Regions from separate parts of the Mus musculus genome. Here regions 1, 2, 4, 5 and 6 are each linked to region 3. A link is a contact called in public ChIA-PET and promoter capture Hi-C data. All regions are on one chromosome and are shown on one strand. Each heading gives the region's core, a stretch centred on a gene start, on an enhancer-like site or on the middle of the called end of the contact. The rest is flanking DNA. Distances are from core to core; before and after follow the strand shown.

Region 1 (2,700 bases), core at 165-2,664, 880 kb before region 3:
GGATATACTGTCTGTGCCCTATGAACCTCAGCTAAAATGAAGGTCTGTCTCAGGTGAATACAAACACCGTATGTGAGTCACTTTGCAATTACAGCTGACACCTGAAAGCATATTTAAAGCATGACAGCCACAATGCTAGATCTCTGTAAGACTGCCCTGGTCTCTGTCTCTCTTCCCAGTCTCAAGATGAAGAGAGCTCAGGATTCTTGACAAATCATAGGCTAATTTTTATTACACTTCTAAATTTAAAAAAGGCTGTCCCCAAAGACCTAAAAATTACTGAGCTGTGAGTGTTGTAAATTTCAGAGACATAAGATGTATTGCTTAAGGCTGTTGGGTCTGTTTGTTTGGTCTTTTTGTTGTTGTTTTCCTCCCAAATGGAAGTCACGTCAGGAAAAATATCTGTCCACACCAGGTCTACATGCTACGACCCAAGTCCATGAAACTGACTAGGGCCCCATGGACCATTTGCCACAGAGTAACATAGTTACTCAGTTCTCTGCTGCTGTGTTTCTCCACTCAAGAAAGCCGTTTAAAGCGCTGGGACAGTGAAACTCCGGCCACTTGAAAATTTCAAACCAGAATCTGAAACGGTGCCCCAATCCCACCCCTCGGTCAGAGGTACAGGAACCAGGAACAAGACATCTGAGCGAGCACTTAAAAGAAAGACAAAACAAACCTAGTAAAACTCCAAAGCAAAGCGCCTCTACACACCCTCAGCCTTTGAAACGTCTTGCCCCCACGAGTTGTTGTTTTTCCTCCCAGAGGGAAGGCAGTTTACGGCCGACTTCGCCTTCCCAGGGTGGAGCACACTCAGCTCTGCTGTCATCTCCCTTGTCCTGGACTGACACGGATACAACTGTGTGTGGTGCTTGGCTGTGCAAGTTCAAGTGTTTCCACCCTAAACCGAGGCAGTGGTTAAATCCTGAGTGCAGAGCAAGAAGCCGGTGGCCAGGGGCCTAGCACACCCTTGTGCTCGAAGTCACAAGCTGCAAAACCAGGCCGCCGGCGGCCCCACCCTGGCCCGTGCCAGTGCGTCTGCGGCCCCCTCCACGCCGGCCGCTCGCTCCTTTCTGGGTCACTCAGGGTGCAGGGCGAGGACGTGATCTCCGCCTCCCACCCTGCAGGGCCCCGGAGCGAGGCTGCGAACTTACTGCAGGCCGAGCTCGCACGCCTGACCCGGGGAGCCAGGGCGGCCTCGCACAGGCGGGCCAGGTCGTGCTGAGTCGCGCCTCCCCGCCGGGGCCGGACCCCCACCCCCGGCCGCCCTCGCCTTCACCCCACGGCCTCACCCCGGCCGCCGGACACACACGTGCCGGGTGACAGCCCCCTATAGGTTCCATACCTGCTGCCGGAAGTGAGCGAGGAGGGCAGTATAGGCATTTCCTGTGACGCCAGCGCCCGGACTCCATTAGACAGCAGCTGGGGGAAGAATCAACACACCAGGGAGCGGAGCGGCGCGGACCCAGCACCGAGGCGGCCGCTGCCTCCGCCGCCGCCTCCGCCGCCGCCGTCCGGGCTCCCAGCTTCGGGCCCGCGCCCCCCCCAGTGCCCGCGAGCCCCCGGGCCGCGCCGCGAGCGCCTCCGGAGGGGGGGGGAAGGGCCCGGTCCTCCTTCTCCCCCTCCTCCCGCCCCGCCGACCCCCGCCGCGCCCCGCCGGCCTCCCACCACGGCCTCTCTCGGCGAGGAAACTCTGGCCTCCGCTTCCTCCTCCTCCGACTCGGACGCCGGCGGAGCCTCCCCGCCCCCGCGAAAGAAGCCCCGAGCCTCGGCGGCGGAGGGAGCAGGAGAGCCCGGGGCCTCGGCGGGCCGAGCAGGCCTCCCCCCCCCGCCCTCGCCCTCGCCGGCCGCCTCCTCCTCCTCCTCCTCCGTGGTGGTGGTGGTGGGACTGCCTCCGGCCGCCCCCGCCGCCCCGCAGCGGAGCAGCGGCCACAGCCTGGTCAGCGGCGGCACCATGCAGGCCAACGGGGCGGGAGGAGGCGGCGGCGGGGGCGGCGGGGGCCAGGGCCAGACCCCGGAGCTCGCCTGCCTGTCGGCGCAGAACGGGGAGTCGTCCCCTTCGGCGACGTCCGCGGGGGACCTGGCCCACGCCAACGGGCTCCTGCCTGCCGCCCCCTCCGCCGCTGGCAACAATAGCAACAGCCTGAGTGTCAATAACGGGGTTCCCGGCGGGGCCGCCGCGGCCTCCGCCACCGCCGCCGCCGCCCAGGCCACCCCCGAGCTGGGCAGCAGCCTCAAGAAGAAGAAGCGGCTCTCGCAGTCCGATGAGGATGTCATTAGGCTCATAGGACAGCACCTCAATGGCCTAGGGCTCAAGTAAGTGTCCGTCCTACAACTGGTGAGGGCCAGGCCGGGGCCGAGCGGCCGGGTGGGTTGCGGGGACCCCGGGGCCCAGTGCGCAGGAGGCCGGGGACAGACAGCCCTGGGGGGGGGGGCGGTGGAGGGGAGGTCTAGGAAAGGGAATCGGCCCGATGTCTTAAGGCCAGCCGAGCCGCCTGGGCTGGGGAGGGGTAGTGGAAACCCAGGGCGACCCCTCCCCGCGCACCTCCAGAGCAGGATTGTCTGTCCGGGAAGGCGGACACCGAGGTTGTTTATGCTGGGGGAGGGGTGGATCAGAGCGGTGGAAATAATGAACCTTGGAGGATTTGTTTTTCAAGTGTGTCTCAGAGGCATCTTTGTGGGACACCTCCCCACCCCCAC
Region 2 (2,700 bases), core at 183-2,682, 570 kb before region 3:
ACAAATAGGTACAAAATGGTAAGCTGCTCCACCATGGCCAGGAAAGTGGCTGTCCCCTCAACCCCAGCAATCTCGAACCTCTCTGCCAGGTGAGAGAGAACTGATGGAAAGAGCTGAGCACCCAGAGTCTGGAAGCAGAGCTGCAAAGCCCACTCCCAACCTCACAGCTGTTTACCGGAGTAACAAGTCTCCACGGGGCCCCCTCTAGGGCTCTGAGGTGCATAGCTGGGGTCCTACAGCGTTGGGGACATAAGCCTATACTAGGCACAAACAGTATCCACAGTGCTTCATCTGCTCACCTGTCCCACATTGGCCAGATGTTAGAAGACTTGGGACATTAAGCTTTATTGAATAAAGAAACTACGTAACTCACCAAGTCCCCTAGCAACGCTGTCATTTACAACATCGGTAAGCAGAATTTTCCAGACTTAGAAGCCAACACGGGCTATGCAGTGAAATTCAAAGCAGACTAACAAAAAGAACCTTTTTTTTTAAAGAATTATTTATTTATTATATGTAAGTACACTGTAGCTGTCTTCAGACACTCCAGAAAAGGGCATCAGATTTTGTTAAGGGATGGCTGTGAGCCACCATATGGTTGCTGGATTGAACTCAGGACCTTCGGAAGAACAGTCTGTGCTCTTACCCGCTGAGCCATCTCACCAGCCCAAAAAGAACCTTTCTTATATGCCTACTTTCACCCCAGTAGGATCCGACACTAACTTTGCCTGGGAGCTCCCACCACACAAGGCTGCCTCAGAGAAGGTGCAGGGCTTACAATGATGACTTCCCTAAAGGAGAGTCGGAGCCTGCCAGACTCAGGGCATCTCCGGACACGCTTTTCCTGGGCCTCTTCCTCTTGCCCACTTCCCTCCATCCCTCCTAGCCTACCCTGAGCGCAGACACCGTGGGCAGGTCCATATCCGGGGAGCTGGCTATTATCTTGTGAGCCGACAGGACGCCTACAGAAAACAAAGTTTTTCAACTGTAGATCATGGCCCAATCATGCAGTCCATCAATGGAAGCCAACAGCAGCTCTAGCAGTGCCGGCCTCCGACGCTATGCTCCCAGCAGATGGATGCAAATCTACCATCCATTCACATTCACTCATCGCCCACCCACCCACTCACTCACTCGTTCACTCTGGTGAGAGGGAAGGCTGACCACGCGCTCACCCGCGGCCGTGAAGCCCCGCGCCAGAGCACAGGCCAGCTGGCCTGCGCCGATGAAACCCACGCTCATGGCCGCAGGATCCCGGCGAGCGCCGATCCGGGGACTCTGGGGATCCCGGGGTCAGTGTCCGCGCGTGGAAAAAGATGGACCCGAATTGCTCGGAACAGCTTTCAAACCGGGATGCACCAGATGAACTGCTAGAGAGGCCCCAAGTATCCCAGAGCATCCACCGCCAAATACGCAGCCTCCGGTTGGCCACGTGTCCAAGGCAACCAATCCGAGGCTCGGGTCTGGGGCGGACCAATCGGCATCGCCGTCAGGCCGTGCGCCCGCCTCCTGATCGCGCAGCGGGTGGAACCTGTTAGCTCCGCTGGTGCGGGTCTGCTTGGCCCTGCCTGGGACACTGGTAATTCCTGGTTAGAAGAGTTGGTTTCTAACTCTGGTTCAGGAGTGAGATCTCCAAAACGCCTATTAGAGATGTACCCCTCATGGACACCAGGCTACAGCTAGCCAGCTTCGGCATGCTCCTTCCGAAGTAGAACTAGGTAGAAAAGACGAATTACTAGATCATGATTTGTTGATTTATTTAGTGATTTCCTTAAAGCACTGCTTGCACGGCCTGTTGGCCAAGCATGACTTCTCTTGCTACCCGGAACAGGGCGACCTGGAGAAACAGCTGAGACAGTGAGAAATGACTGCTTGTTTGTCCACCCCACCTTGTGGTTTTAGAGTATACAAAGAGACCCAGCATCGAAGCTTTTCAGGAGCTGTCCCGAATCACCAGTGACATCTCCTCTCTTCCATTAGAATTGTATTGTTTATTCCCAGAAAGATTTCTCGAAACATGTCCAGACGCACCAGAGGGCTCAGGAACAGCCACAAGTTGGGTTTGACTTTTGGAAAGTGTTTCACTATGTAGCCCAGGCTGTTCTTGAACTAGTGACCTTCCTGCCTCATCCTCTTGAGGGATGGGATTATAGGCGTGTAGTACATACATTTCTATAGTATACCAATCATAAGCAGTTTCCCAACGCCACCGAAACGTTATTTTACACAAGATTCTAACGTGTATTTATTCCATTAATGGACGAACCAAACAGTTAAAGTGGAACGATTTTTTTTTTCTGGCCAGAATCTCTTGCTTTGTTGCCCAGGCTAGACTTAAGTTCCTGAACTCAATGGACCTTCCTACCAGTCTTCCTAGAATTGGAAACTACATACATACTATCTGCTTTCTTGTATTCTGCTACAGTGAGGTAGATGAATAGCTACCTTCCCACCCAGCCATTTGGGACACACCCTCCAGGAGTGCCCCACCCTGACCCTACCGTCCAGCCCTTCCCTTCCGGACCTCCCAGCCAATAGGAAAACCAGTTCAGCCTCCTCCCTCCCCTCTCCCCGGGTTCTCCGCCCCCAGCATCATTTTTATCAGTGCCTCAGGGCCTTCACCCTTGTCTTATCCTTAAGTAACACGCCTGCCCCTTCTGAGAATTAGGAAGAACCAGACAATGGGACAGAGTACTGAGG
Region 3 (2,700 bases), core at 18-2,517:
CAAACACCGGCTATCGAGGATGACAGGCAACCCTGCTCCACCCTCTCAGGACATCAGAGGCCAAGTCACAGGGAACCTGACCCGGACCTGCCTTCCCCAAACCGCTGCTGGAGCCGAGACCTGGAAGGGGACTTGTGTGCCCACCGTTTTCTTTCTGATCCTGGTCTGGGGCTATGCCTCTCGGCCTATGAAAGGCCGGGAAGAGCGCGGGGGTGGGTGGGGGTGGGGCAGTCCAGGCACTTTTCAGCACTAGCCTTGATGTCTGTCTGTCTCCAAACAAGTGTGTTTTGTGAATGTGGGCACGCGTGCGCGCCAGGGAGCAAACTCTGCAGTATCCAGCACTGGAATCAATCCTGGTGGCTCCCTACTGTCCCCTCAGACCCTGCAGCGAGTGTGTGTGTGTGTGTGTGTGTGTGTGTGTGTGTGTGTGTGTTTGGGAGAGGGGATGCATGTCCGCAGCTACTCAGCCCTGCGCGCATCCTGTTAGCGAGGACCCAGCTGCCCCCTCCGGGACCCACACCCCTCGGAGGAACTCTGGGCTTGCTTGCACAGTTGCAGCCCGGAGGCCTTCTAATTGTGCAGGCCTGAGAATTTGCAGCCCTTCGGGGTCCCGCAAGCTAAGCCCCGGAGCAGCGCGGCCGGCCGAGGGCAGGGCCTCGCGCATCCCGGGCAGCCTCGCCTGGCGCCAGGGGAGCCGCCGGGCAAGCCGAGCCCCAGACGCCCGCAGCGCGCCGGGGAGGTGGTGGCGGCGCAGCGGCCCGGAAGGCGATGGGAAAGTCGAATCGCCTCCTCTGCCCCCAAGGCCACGCCACGCTACCGTCCCAAATCAGCCTCCCTTCTCCGTCGTTCTAGCCCTCACCTCCGTGCTGTGCTCGGACCCCGGAACACCCAGAGGAACCCCAGCACAGATGGAGCGGAAAGAGGGTTCAGAGACGAGGGCCAGGAAGGAGCCGCCACGCTTACCTGCAATTGCTCAGACTTCCAGGTCCCGTGCAGGCGACATGCCCCGGGGACTCCGGGCTCGTACAGACCAAGTGGCTTAAAGTTTTTTTAAAAAAATAAAAAAGCTCCCAAAGGGTTTCCGCAACAACTTATGGAAGACGGAAAAAGTGGGGTGCAACGAAGCTGAATGTACCGGCGCAGGGACTAGGCGATCCCGGAGGGGACACCGCCAGGCCGACCCTGCGTTGCTCTGTGCTTGGTTGGAGACACTACCGCTGTCAGCGTCTGCTCCCTGCTACTTCAGTGTTTGTTCAATGTAAGATTTAAAAAAAAAAAAAAAAGTTGGGGGTTGAGGGAGGAGGCAGAGAGGCGGGGGCTTGGGGGAGGAAAGCAGGAAGGAAGTTGTGAGCCTGTCTGGGGTTGAACTCAGCGGAACAAGTTTTTCTTTTCTTCTTTTTTTTTTTTTTTTCTATTGCTTGGCAAACCGAGGGAGGGAAACACTTAAAAAAAAAGTTTCCATTGTTAGCTAACAAAAAAAAAAAAAAAAAAAAAAAAGACTTTAACTTCTGCGGGTTAAAGATATACGATTTATTTTCCATCCCTCGACCAAGGTTTGCTGGTGTCTAGTTTTATGAAGCTACGTTTGAAAACTGTTTTTAATAAAATTTTGAGTGTGCTAAACAAAGCTGCTGGGGGGGGGATTTTTCTAGCATCGAAAGAGGGGTAATATTCTGCCTAAGCAGAGGGTGTACTTGTACTACAATAGGCAACTTTTTACAAGGTATATTGCATATATTGCAGGGCATTTCCTTGCACAGTTTTAGGTTTTAATGCACCATGGTAGAATTTTGGAAGACTGGTTGGACTGTGAGCTGCTGAGTGTCTTGTAGGCTAGATGTGTGAAGGAGCTCTGCATTAAGCAGTTATCTATAAACGCACACAGAGGCTGTGCTGTTCGCGTATTTTTGCACTCAACTCTCAAAAAGTTATTTTAAGAAAAAGCATAGTCCTGGGGCTGAGGCCCGATCAATGTCTTCAACCACTTGCTCAGTCTCCTGTGAATTTACTCCTGCGTTTTCAAGGGTTCTACTCTACCCTCAAATAAAGGGGGGGGGGCACCAGGCAACACTGGAGGGCGGGGGACACTCCCTGCCCCCATACACACACACTTAAGCCCCACCCGGCACTGCAAGCCTGTTTTGCATAATTCCCTAAATCTTAAACTCTAGCGTTTAGTGGAAACAGGGAACACAGCTGCGAGGTTTAGGAGATTTAAGAATCCTAAGCTTGTATCCGCCCATATATCCTGATTAGCCAAACCTCGGATGGAAAACCTGACCGCCTGTAGCAAGCAGACAGCTTACTTGTTTATGTAACAATACCGTTGAAGTGAGCAAAGCAACCTGCAGCTTGGTCAGGAAAAGACTCAAGCAAATTTGAAACCAAGAGCCCTTCCAGCCAAGAATTCCTGGAATCGGACAAGTCCTTTCTGGTTTTGTTTTGTTTTGTTTTTGTTTTATTTTTTATTTTTTTTAACATACCCTGGAAGGCTTGAATCTGGTTTCCCTCTCACCCTCAATGGGGCTGAATAAAGATGCCTGTCCTGTGTGTGTTCTAGTATTACCGTGAGACAAAGAAGCCACCTCTATCTAGACTCCCTCCTTTGGTCCCTAGTGGCAAGAAGAGGAGTTACTCAAGCTATGAAGTCTAATCTGAGAGGTGATAAATGCCTCAGTAGAAGCAACTGAAGAGCCTAGC
Region 4 (2,700 bases), core at 62-2,561, 520 kb before region 3:
TACAGTGCCTCTGTTAAATCTAAGGACGAGGTGATAGGAGGCTGTTTTGCTTTCAAGCAGGGTTTCACATAGTCCAGGCTGCCCCAAAACCACTATAGAGACGTGGCTAAGAACCCCCAAACCTCTCAAGTGCTGAGATTAGAGGCATACACCACCAGGCCCAGCCTTATTTCTGTGTCCTTTCAAAAAAGTGTATTTCCAACACTCCTCATTGTTAAGATTCTATTGTTTATGGATCAATTTTAAGTTTAAAAATAAAACTTGAAAATTATTCTTCAAATACATTGAAAAGTCACCTGTTTTGGAAAGTATCTGAATTCGAATGGCTAAAAAAAGGTTCTGTTTTTCTTACTAGACCGCAGAATAGAGAAGAAAACAAAGGCTAGATGTGGTGGGACACACCAATAATCCCAGCCCTCCAGTATGTTCAGAACATCCTGGGCTACAAGGAAAGACTTTCTTGTCCTTGTTTTTTAAAGGACAAAGAAATTAGAAAATCACATATTCTTCTTGGAACTCATCCAAGTCTCTTTAGGAACAGATTTGGTATTTTAACATTTGTTATGTTTCTACATAACAAGCAGAGAAAACAGACTACAACGAAGGCGCAGTCATACAGAAAAACTGTTCTATACCAAACGCCCAGATTAAAATTAGACTCAGGGAACCCAGTAAACTCTTTAGATGATTGAAGAGGTTTGAGATTTCCTAGTCAGTATAAGCCTGCTTCTTTGGGAATTAAAGCTTAAAACTTTAGAAGCACTTAACCAGGGTTTTATATCCACATGGCAGAGTCTAAAGAGGCCCAAGAATATCTGTGAGTGATTGGCTCTGTCAGGATGACTCCATATCCTTCTCTAACCGTTCTTTGGCCTGGATGGGTGTCCTGAGGGTCGGTAAGAAAGCATATTCCTATCTATAATGTGAATGTAAGAAGAGAACCTTAAAGGTATCATTTGGGGGGATAAAAGAAACAGAACGAGAGTTTGTAGTCGAGGTTGGACAAAGCGCAGTAAATGGACGGAGATTCTCTTACGACGTGGGGACAAAACAACGACTGCCATAGACTAGCAGAGGAATGTCCCCATATTAGTCAGAAACACCCAACGACGAACCCAGCCTGGCTTGGTGATCTCTTTCCCCCATTTCCCGGGAACCGCCATCCTCACCTGTTCCTGGCAGTGTCGGTAGATCACATCGCGCACGGAGCACCCAACCGAGGCACACGGCAGCGCCTTCCACACGGTACCGGGGCCGCGAACCCACGCCACCACCGCAGCCTCCGCCATTTCGTCTGGTGACGGAACCTCTGGACTGCGACAGGCACTAGGCGACACAGCCATCCGGTCGCATCTCGATGACGGAAGGCCTCGTCTTCCAGCGCCCCGCCTCCCGGGTTTCCACCACTCACCCCCGCCTTTCCGGAAGGCGGTCACGTGGCCCGGCGTCACGCGAGCTGGCGTGGGGGAGGGGGACAGGAAAGGCCTGCCTGAGGCCGATAAGACCGCGGAGCGCTGGAGCTAGGCGTTGCTAGGGGCGGTTGCTAGGGCGGGGCTCAAGGGACTGGCTATAAAGGGCGAGCTCTGGGCGCGGTTGCTGCGCTTGGGCTACAGCGCTTTGGCTGGGGGTGATAAGCTGCCCGTGGCTCCGCCCAGCGCCGCAGGCCAGCGCGCCACTCCGGTTTGTGCAGCTATTTTTGGGATTGGGAGGGCTGTGTCCCAGGCAGCCACTGCTTCCCGGTGCTGCGGGGAGAAAAACGGCTTCCTCTACCCGCGAGGCCTCCCAGTCCTAGAGAACGGCCCCCAGTGGTCCCCAAACCGCAGCCCCGGCCTGCGTAGTTCCCTAGAGGTTTATGTTCATTTCCTGAACCCCCCTTCACGTTCCTTCCATCACGTTCGGCTCGTTCCTATTTTTGCATGTTTGCGCTCTGCGCTGTCCCCGCTTCAGCTGTGTTTTCAAAATATTTCACAGCAAATGGGCCCTTGTGAACGGCAGGGGCGGGAGTGACGTTTATAGCCATACTGCTTCCAAAAACCCCCGCTGTAACGTTCTTTCTGTGCCCTGGGAACACTCGCGCAGATTTTACAGAGAACAACTTTAAGGTTCGGGTGCTGAGGGAGGCCCTTAATATTTAATATGCTGAGATGATGTTGTCTCTGAAATACTAAACAATTTAAAAGCTGCTAGCATGAAGCTGGGAGGATTATCGGGAGGATAACTCAGTCTCCTGAACACAGATGCCCTGGCCCGCAGAGCCATATTCTCGGCTGTTAAGATGCAGGCCGATGGAACTAATCGCTGAGGAGAAAGCACAAAATCTTGAAATCCTTTAACTGTGAAAATGAACAAAAATAGGACTTGCAGTTCTGTGGAGTTATAGATCTGTTGGTGCACACAGGCGGGAAAGCGGGCCTCCATGAAGATTCCAGGAGATGAAGAATAATTACACAAAGCATGTTGTGCATAGAAGCAGTATTTTATGAGTGTTGTAGTAGTAACCCAGAGGCCTACAGGCGTCTCATCCGATACGTAAGCAGGACAAACTGGGAAGCATGTGACCTTCCAGACAAACTGGGAAGCATGTGACCTTCCATCTTTTCCCATTCTGTCCGTTAGCATGTGGTCCTAACTGCTAATTTATTTTTTTCACCTTTTGGGAATCAAATGACCATTTCAAGAGCCTGGCAGCTTCTTCTTCTG
Region 5 (2,700 bases), core at 78-2,577, 660 kb after region 3:
AAAAGGCTGTGTTCCCTTGCCCTGACAAGGCTCAGTGTGGAACCATAAAACTGAATAGAAAGAATGAAGAACAAGTATGACTTGTCCTGGGTGGAGATTTAGTTGCCAAACTCCAAGGCTATGGGGTTCTAAGTCGGGTGCTTCCCCAAAGCAAAAAGGTTGGGTGTGTGTGTGTGTGTGTGTGTGTACACGCAAGAGCACCCACGTGTCCCTCCTCACTCCCATGTGTGCATCACAACACTTAGGACAAGGCCTAGCATGGAAAATACTACTCAATCAACATGTTGACTAGAAGCTGAAAGAATAAGTAAACATCCAAAACTTAAAAAGAAAAAAAAAATTCCCACATTTTTATTAAGAATAAGACGACTGGAGTGGAGGGTGGGGGTGCGAAGAGGCAAGGGCATCAGTATGTCCAGGTCAGCCCACACTGCCTCAAGCAATTAAAGTGAGAACTGCAGGCGGATTTCGACAAGCAAAAACACAAACTGAAAACCAGAAAAACACACACACACAAAAAAGCAAGCAGCTAGCGGGGTAACTCAGAAGCACGGTGTATATGCTTACCACGTTCAGAAGTGCTGAGCTAAATCCGTATCACCAAGCCACAAAAATAGGTGCACTATAATATTGCTAGTACAACTCAGCTTTCTTAATTGTCCCCAAGAGACAAACTACAATGGACCTCCAAGAAATCCGTGTCTTATTTCCCTTTCCCACAAGTACAAGAACCCTTCAAACCCATCAGAACAACAGAGATGGACAGAGGAGCCACTGAAGTTCTGAACTCTCTCTCGACAGTGGAGATCCCCAAATTGGGAGGGAGAGAAAAGCCTTTTCTTCTTTTTTTCCTTTAATTTAGGAGCGGAACAAGGCCCGGCCCGGCTCGGCCAGGCGAGGCGTCCGGTCCTCCCGCAGGGCTCGATGCAGGCGCACGCTAGGGAGACGCCCCTCGGCGACCTGCGCCCAGCCCGGCCCGGCCCTGCCCACCCCGGCGACCCCGCCGTGTTACCCAGTTTCTGGGCAGCCTTCTCCAGCACTTGCTGCAGCTTCTCCTTGGAGCGACCCGCCACGGCCCAGGGCAGGCGGGAGCTCTGCTCCGAGGCTATCTGCTCCCGGGCCACCTCCTCCGTCACGAACTGGCCGGTGAAGCCAGAGGCGCCGAACACCACCAGGTGGAAAGGCCTCTGCTCCGTCGCCATGACGAGTCCACAGCGAGCTGCAGCCCGGGGCGGGCTGAGTCCACCGCGCCTGCGCCTCAGGCCGGGACCCCAGTACCGGGCGCAGCAACCGCCGCTGTCCTGGCCGCCGTCGGCGCGGCTACAGCGCCCGGCTCCCTTCGGCCCACGCGCGGGCCACGCCCACAGCCACGCCCACGCCTCCTCGCGACCAAGCTGCTGCGCCGCATCCCGGGCCACCGGCCGGTGCCGCGCCGCCACATCCGGCTCGGGCTGCACGTCCGCTTCGGTGGCTGACAGGAGCGGCCGACGGCCCATTGCTGCCCGCCGCCCGGCTACCCGCATCAATCTGGCCACCCGAATCATCGCGTCCTCTTGGTTCCCCTGAAGCAGAACCAGGGCGGGCCGGTTCTTCCCGCTTCTCTGGGGGGATTGCGAAAAGAGACGGCCGGGGGGTCGCCCACGCCGAGAACTGGAGCTTGGAAGTCGGTGGCGGAGGAGAAGCTTATTAGCAATAAGGAACGCTGGTGACCCGAGCTGAGAGCATTGGACTGACTGTCTGTCATCCAGCCTTTCTGATGGTGTCAGAGACCATTGCTTTGGGCTAGGCTTCCTTTAAAAAAATTTTTTAAATTATTTTTAAGTTTGTTTATGCGTCTGTATGTCTTGTCTGTGCACACGCCCGTGCCACAGGAGCCAGGGGACAACTAGTCTAGGGATCAAATGTCAGGATCAGCAGTAAGCACTTGTGCCTACTGAGCTATTCTCGGAGCTGCTACAGACCAAACCTAATCGTGTTCGTTGAGACTTATTGTAGAAAGCAGAATGTCCATGGGGGTGGGTACAGCAGCTAGGCCAGGGTATTTAGATGACCACTATCCCATGAAGCCTCTCATTTGCCTTAGTGATTTTTTTTTTTTTTTTCTGTAAATATCACTTGACTTGAATTCCGTTCTGGATTTCTTAGACCCAGCTCTGGTTTTCAGGGCTGCCCAAATTGCTGATTATTGTTGAGCGTTGTTTGTTTGTTTGTTTTCCTTTGTCTTAAGCTTGCTTAAAGTTTTGTTGTTGCTTTTGTTTCCAGACAGCTTCTCTGTGGCCTCAGAATCTGGGTCCTCCAGTGTCAGTCTCCTGAGTCTTTGAATTACAAGCCTTCCACCCCACTTCCCACCCCACTCCTTTTCTTTTGTTTTTTTGAGACAGTGTTTCTCTTTGTTAACTCTGGTGGCTGTCCTGGGACTCTCTTGGTAGACTAGGCCAGCCTCCAGCTCAGATCCACCAGCCTCTGCCTCCTGAGCACTGGACCAGCTTCCCCTGCTGTTTTTTGTTGTTGTTGTTTTGTTTTGTTTTGTTTTTAATGCTCTAGTTGGTTTTCTCTCACGATCAAGAAATTCTTGGGGAATGAAGAGATGGCTCCACAGTTAAGCACACTAGATGCTCTTCCAGAGAACTCAGGTTCGATTCCTAGCACCCACAAGGCAACTTACAGCCTTCTGTAACTCCAGTTCCAGGGGATCTGGTA
Region 6 (2,700 bases), core at 75-2,574, 610 kb before region 3:
TAGTAAGACCCTGCCTCAAAAGCAAAACAGAAGGCCTAAGGGCCTCCTCAACCAGGTAGCCTATTCTGCCTCATGCAGACATAAGGGCTGCTTCTCTGCCTCAATATCCCCTGTGGGCTAGAATCAGGGAAATCAAATACCGCAGAGCAAACAAGAAAGGCTTGACAAGTGAGAGGGATCAGAAGCCACAGTCCGAGACCCTCTCCTCCAGTCGGAGCAACCTGTGCCCACCCAGCAGCAGCAGAGTCAGAGGCTGCTACAGAAACATTCTCTAGGCTTTCAATGAGCCAGTCCGTTCTTGCCTTCCCAAAGGAACACGCTCTGAGAGGGCAGATGGGAGCACACCCACCAAGGGGCAGCCAAGCCAGAGAGAGAAGGCTCTGGGTGTGTGTAGGGAAGAAATCAAACAAGTCCCTAAGGGATGGAAATGCTGCTCAAAGCCAAGTGCACGCCTAGAATGTGCAAGGCAAAAGGCTGTATTCCAACCGCATCACTACGAGGAGCGAGGGGGCCTTAAAAACAGCAATTAGACACTGTGGTCTCAGGATCCCTGCCTAGGTACACACTTAGCAATAGCCACCATCCCACATCCAGTGAATATTCGTACACGCAAACGCTCAGCACTCCACCATATCATTGGCACCCCAAACTCTCAACAGGGCAGGCTCTGGGACCCAGCCAAAGCTTCAGGAGAGAAAATATGTTCCCAGGCCTTTTGCAAAAGTCCCTACAAGCTGTTGGCTCCTGTTTGGGACAGAAAGACAGCAACTCCACCTCACCCGAGGTGTCAGGTAGCCAGGCTTATCAGGTCTGGGTAAGTTGTTGTCGGATGTGGTTTCTTTGCCGTCTCAGCTCTTCCCTCCCCCTCCCGCCCTTTCCCAAGTCCCCAGTTTTCCTCCACCCGGTGCTACCCGGGCAGGAGGGAGTGGTCACCCGGACAGTACGAAGCCCGCCCAAGCCGGGTCTAGCCTCGTAAGGAATTAAAGAAAAGAGGGCTCCGACGCTGCCCTTCGGGTTAGGCGGGGAGATCCGACTCCACAAACAAACTCCAAAGCCCGCCGAGGAGGTGGAGGGAAGGATCCGCCACGCAGCCAAGAGCTGTCAGGAAGTCCCAGCGGCGCGGGGCTTGATTGGCACTCTCCAGCCACCTACCCCGCTACTGTCACCAGACAGTCCCCGGGGAAAGCGACCCGAGGCGCCCCGCCCCGCGAGGACCCGGGCCGGCGCGTCCTGGGAGGGGCTGGCCGCAACCTCCCCATCTCTGCTCCCCTTCCCACTTTACCTGCGGCGGCGGCGCGGCGCGCGCGCCCGGGGGAGTGGTCAGTCCGTACCTGGCGAGGCGGGGTGGCGTCCGCACCACTTAAAAGTTACAAAGTGAAACTCCGGCTCCTCTTGCACATGCGCAGAACTGTGTCCACGCGTTACCTAATTTGGACTCTTCGCTCGCGCCGGCCCCAGCAGGACCTCGAGCTCTGTGCGCCGGGCAGTGAACCCCAATGTGGTTCTCTAACGCTGGTCCACGCGTGGCCGTCCTCACGGAGGTCTAGGGGCGGGACCAGACCAGCTAACGCCCACAAGGCTGGGAGAGGACGTCTCCGAACTGCCTTTCCTTTGTGCCCTAGCACATCCCCACTGAGAGGGCACTGGGCCGTGCCTAGGATAGTTGCGGCGTTGGAGAGCATCTGCAAATGTTCGTGATTGAATGTCCCCAGGAAATTCTAAGCTGGCCCAGTTGGATTTCAGGGCGGGGGAACACCAGGGCGCAGTGGACCTACCCTGTTCCCAGTCCCGCCGCATAAGAGAGCCGGGACCTTGAAAGTTACAAAGCTCTGTCCTGCCCCAAATAAAGAACAACATTTCCAGCGTTCCCTAGGACCACGCGTTACTGCTCTGCCCCGGGTCACCAGCGTTGCCAACTGGGACCAAACACGCTGAGCGTCTGGTGTGTTCTGGCTGCGACTTGGAGGTTTCCAGATAACAGCGGCCTCTGGACCTGCTCTGCGCCCTCTCCCAGGACAGGACCGACGCTGGATCTTTAGGGAAATGGAGTAAGGATCCTGGAGGGGCCACTGCCTCAAACCACCCACTTGCAGGTCTCGGTTTACACAAGGAAAGGAGTGGGACCAAAGCTTGCTGCTGAGTTCTTGCCACACTGACACCGCCATGCCCGGCAAATCCTCATTCCCTAAGGCACAGTTTTGCTGCTTCTCTGACCTCACTTCCATGTTTTAGCTTTCATCTTCTACTGTAAAGATAAAAATACTCTCGCAGCCTCCCTGGTCCTGATTCTAGCCCAGCCTGCAACTATCTGAAACAGGGTGTCTCTTTCCTCTTTGGTTCTCTGTCCCTTCCCACTCCCATCCTCCAACCCCTTAAGACCTAGCTAACAGTTAATTTCCCAGAGCCATCCTCTGTCCTTGTCTTTTCTTTGTTAGGGACCCCACAACTGGCTTCTCTAGGTCCCTGGTTGTAGGCCCCCAGTCATTTATGCACTTGGCTCCTCAGATTGGCTCTGCCTGATCTTCTCCAGGCTCCCATCCCACACATCCTCATTTCTGCCTTTGTTGATCACGCTGACACCTGCCTGGCCTGTGGCCTGGGATCTAGCCCCAGTCATTAGGATAATGGCCCAGCTACCAAAGAAAAGGTTAGGGCCCTTGGTAAGGGAAGGAAAGGCTTCCCATGTCTGGTCTTCTGCAG

The links. Promoter capture Hi-C pulls out the DNA fragments that hold promoters and counts their contacts. ChIA-PET counts read pairs in DNA pulled down with a chosen protein or histone mark.
Region 1: an RNA polymerase II ChIA-PET map of memory CD8 T cells shows a contact between it and region 3, with 34 read pairs. The contact joins the promoter of Wdr26 here to the promoter of Itpkb in region 3. A contact is called at or near these places in 2 of 115 datasets of contacts at active chromatin or transcription factors (memory CD8 T cells and microglia).
Region 2: a contact with region 3 is called in a promoter capture Hi-C map of pre-B cells, with 2.8 times the contacts expected there. The contact joins the promoter of Pycr2 here to the promoter of Itpkb in region 3. A contact is called at or near these places in 2 of 39 promoter capture datasets (liver and pre-B cells) and 2 of 115 datasets of contacts at active chromatin or transcription factors (memory CD8 T cells and pancreatic cancer cells).
Region 4: an RNA polymerase II ChIA-PET map of memory CD8 T cells shows a contact between it and region 3, with 122 read pairs. The contact joins the promoter of Sde2 here to the promoter of Itpkb in region 3. A contact is called at or near these places in 4 of 39 promoter capture datasets (the HPC-7 cell line, hippocampal neurons, liver and 1 more), 1 of 484 Hi-C or Micro-C datasets (embryonic fibroblasts) and 1 of 115 datasets of contacts at active chromatin or transcription factors (memory CD8 T cells).
Region 5: a contact with region 3 is called in a promoter capture Hi-C map of pre-B cells, with 3 times the contacts expected there. The contact joins the promoter of Sccpdh here to the promoter of Itpkb in region 3. A contact is called at or near these places in 3 of 39 promoter capture datasets (hippocampal neurons, liver and pre-B cells).
Region 6: an RNA polymerase II ChIA-PET map of memory CD8 T cells shows a contact between it and region 3, with 40 read pairs. The contact joins the promoter of Tmem63a here to the promoter of Itpkb in region 3. A contact is called at or near these places in 1 of 39 promoter capture datasets (pre-B cells) and 2 of 115 datasets of contacts at active chromatin or transcription factors (memory CD8 T cells and pancreatic cancer cells).

The regions. Positions count from the first base shown.
Region 1 is chr1:181,210,692-181,213,391 of GRCm38.p6, reverse strand. Wdr26 (WD repeat domain 26) reads left to right here and starts at 1,414. Exons shown (of 14, transcript NM_145514.5): 1 at 1,414-2,316. The coding sequence starts at 1,955. It overlaps Gm38664, which reads right to left and starts at 1,956. Exons shown (of 6, transcript XM_011238899.2): 1 at 1,893-1,956; 2 at 1,346-1,582. The coding sequence starts at 1,956.
Region 2 is chr1:180,903,006-180,905,705 of GRCm38.p6, reverse strand. Pycr2 (pyrroline-5-carboxylate reductase family, member 2) reads right to left here and starts at 1,432. Exons shown (of 7, transcript NM_133705.2): 1 at 1,176-1,432; 2 at 892-962. The coding sequence starts at 1,242.
Region 3 is chr1:180,329,043-180,331,742 of GRCm38.p6, reverse strand. It overlaps Itpkb (inositol 1,4,5-trisphosphate 3-kinase B), which reads right to left and starts at 1,267. Exons shown (of 8, transcript NM_001081175.1): 1 at 964-1,267. It also overlaps the pseudogene Gm5069.
Region 4 is chr1:180,849,762-180,852,461 of GRCm38.p6, reverse strand. Sde2 (SDE2 telomere maintenance homolog (S. pombe)) reads right to left here and starts at 1,311. Exons shown (of 7, transcript NM_145943.1): 1 at 1,170-1,311. The coding sequence starts at 1,289.
Region 5 is chr1:179,666,858-179,669,557 of GRCm38.p6, reverse strand. It overlaps Sccpdh (saccharopine dehydrogenase (putative)), which reads right to left and starts at 1,327. Exons shown (of 12, transcript NM_178653.3): 1 at 1,013-1,327. The coding sequence starts at 1,202.
Region 6 is chr1:180,941,142-180,943,841 of GRCm38.p6, reverse strand. It overlaps Tmem63a (transmembrane protein 63a), which reads right to left and starts at 1,324. Exons shown (of 23, transcript NM_144794.2): 1 at 1,283-1,324.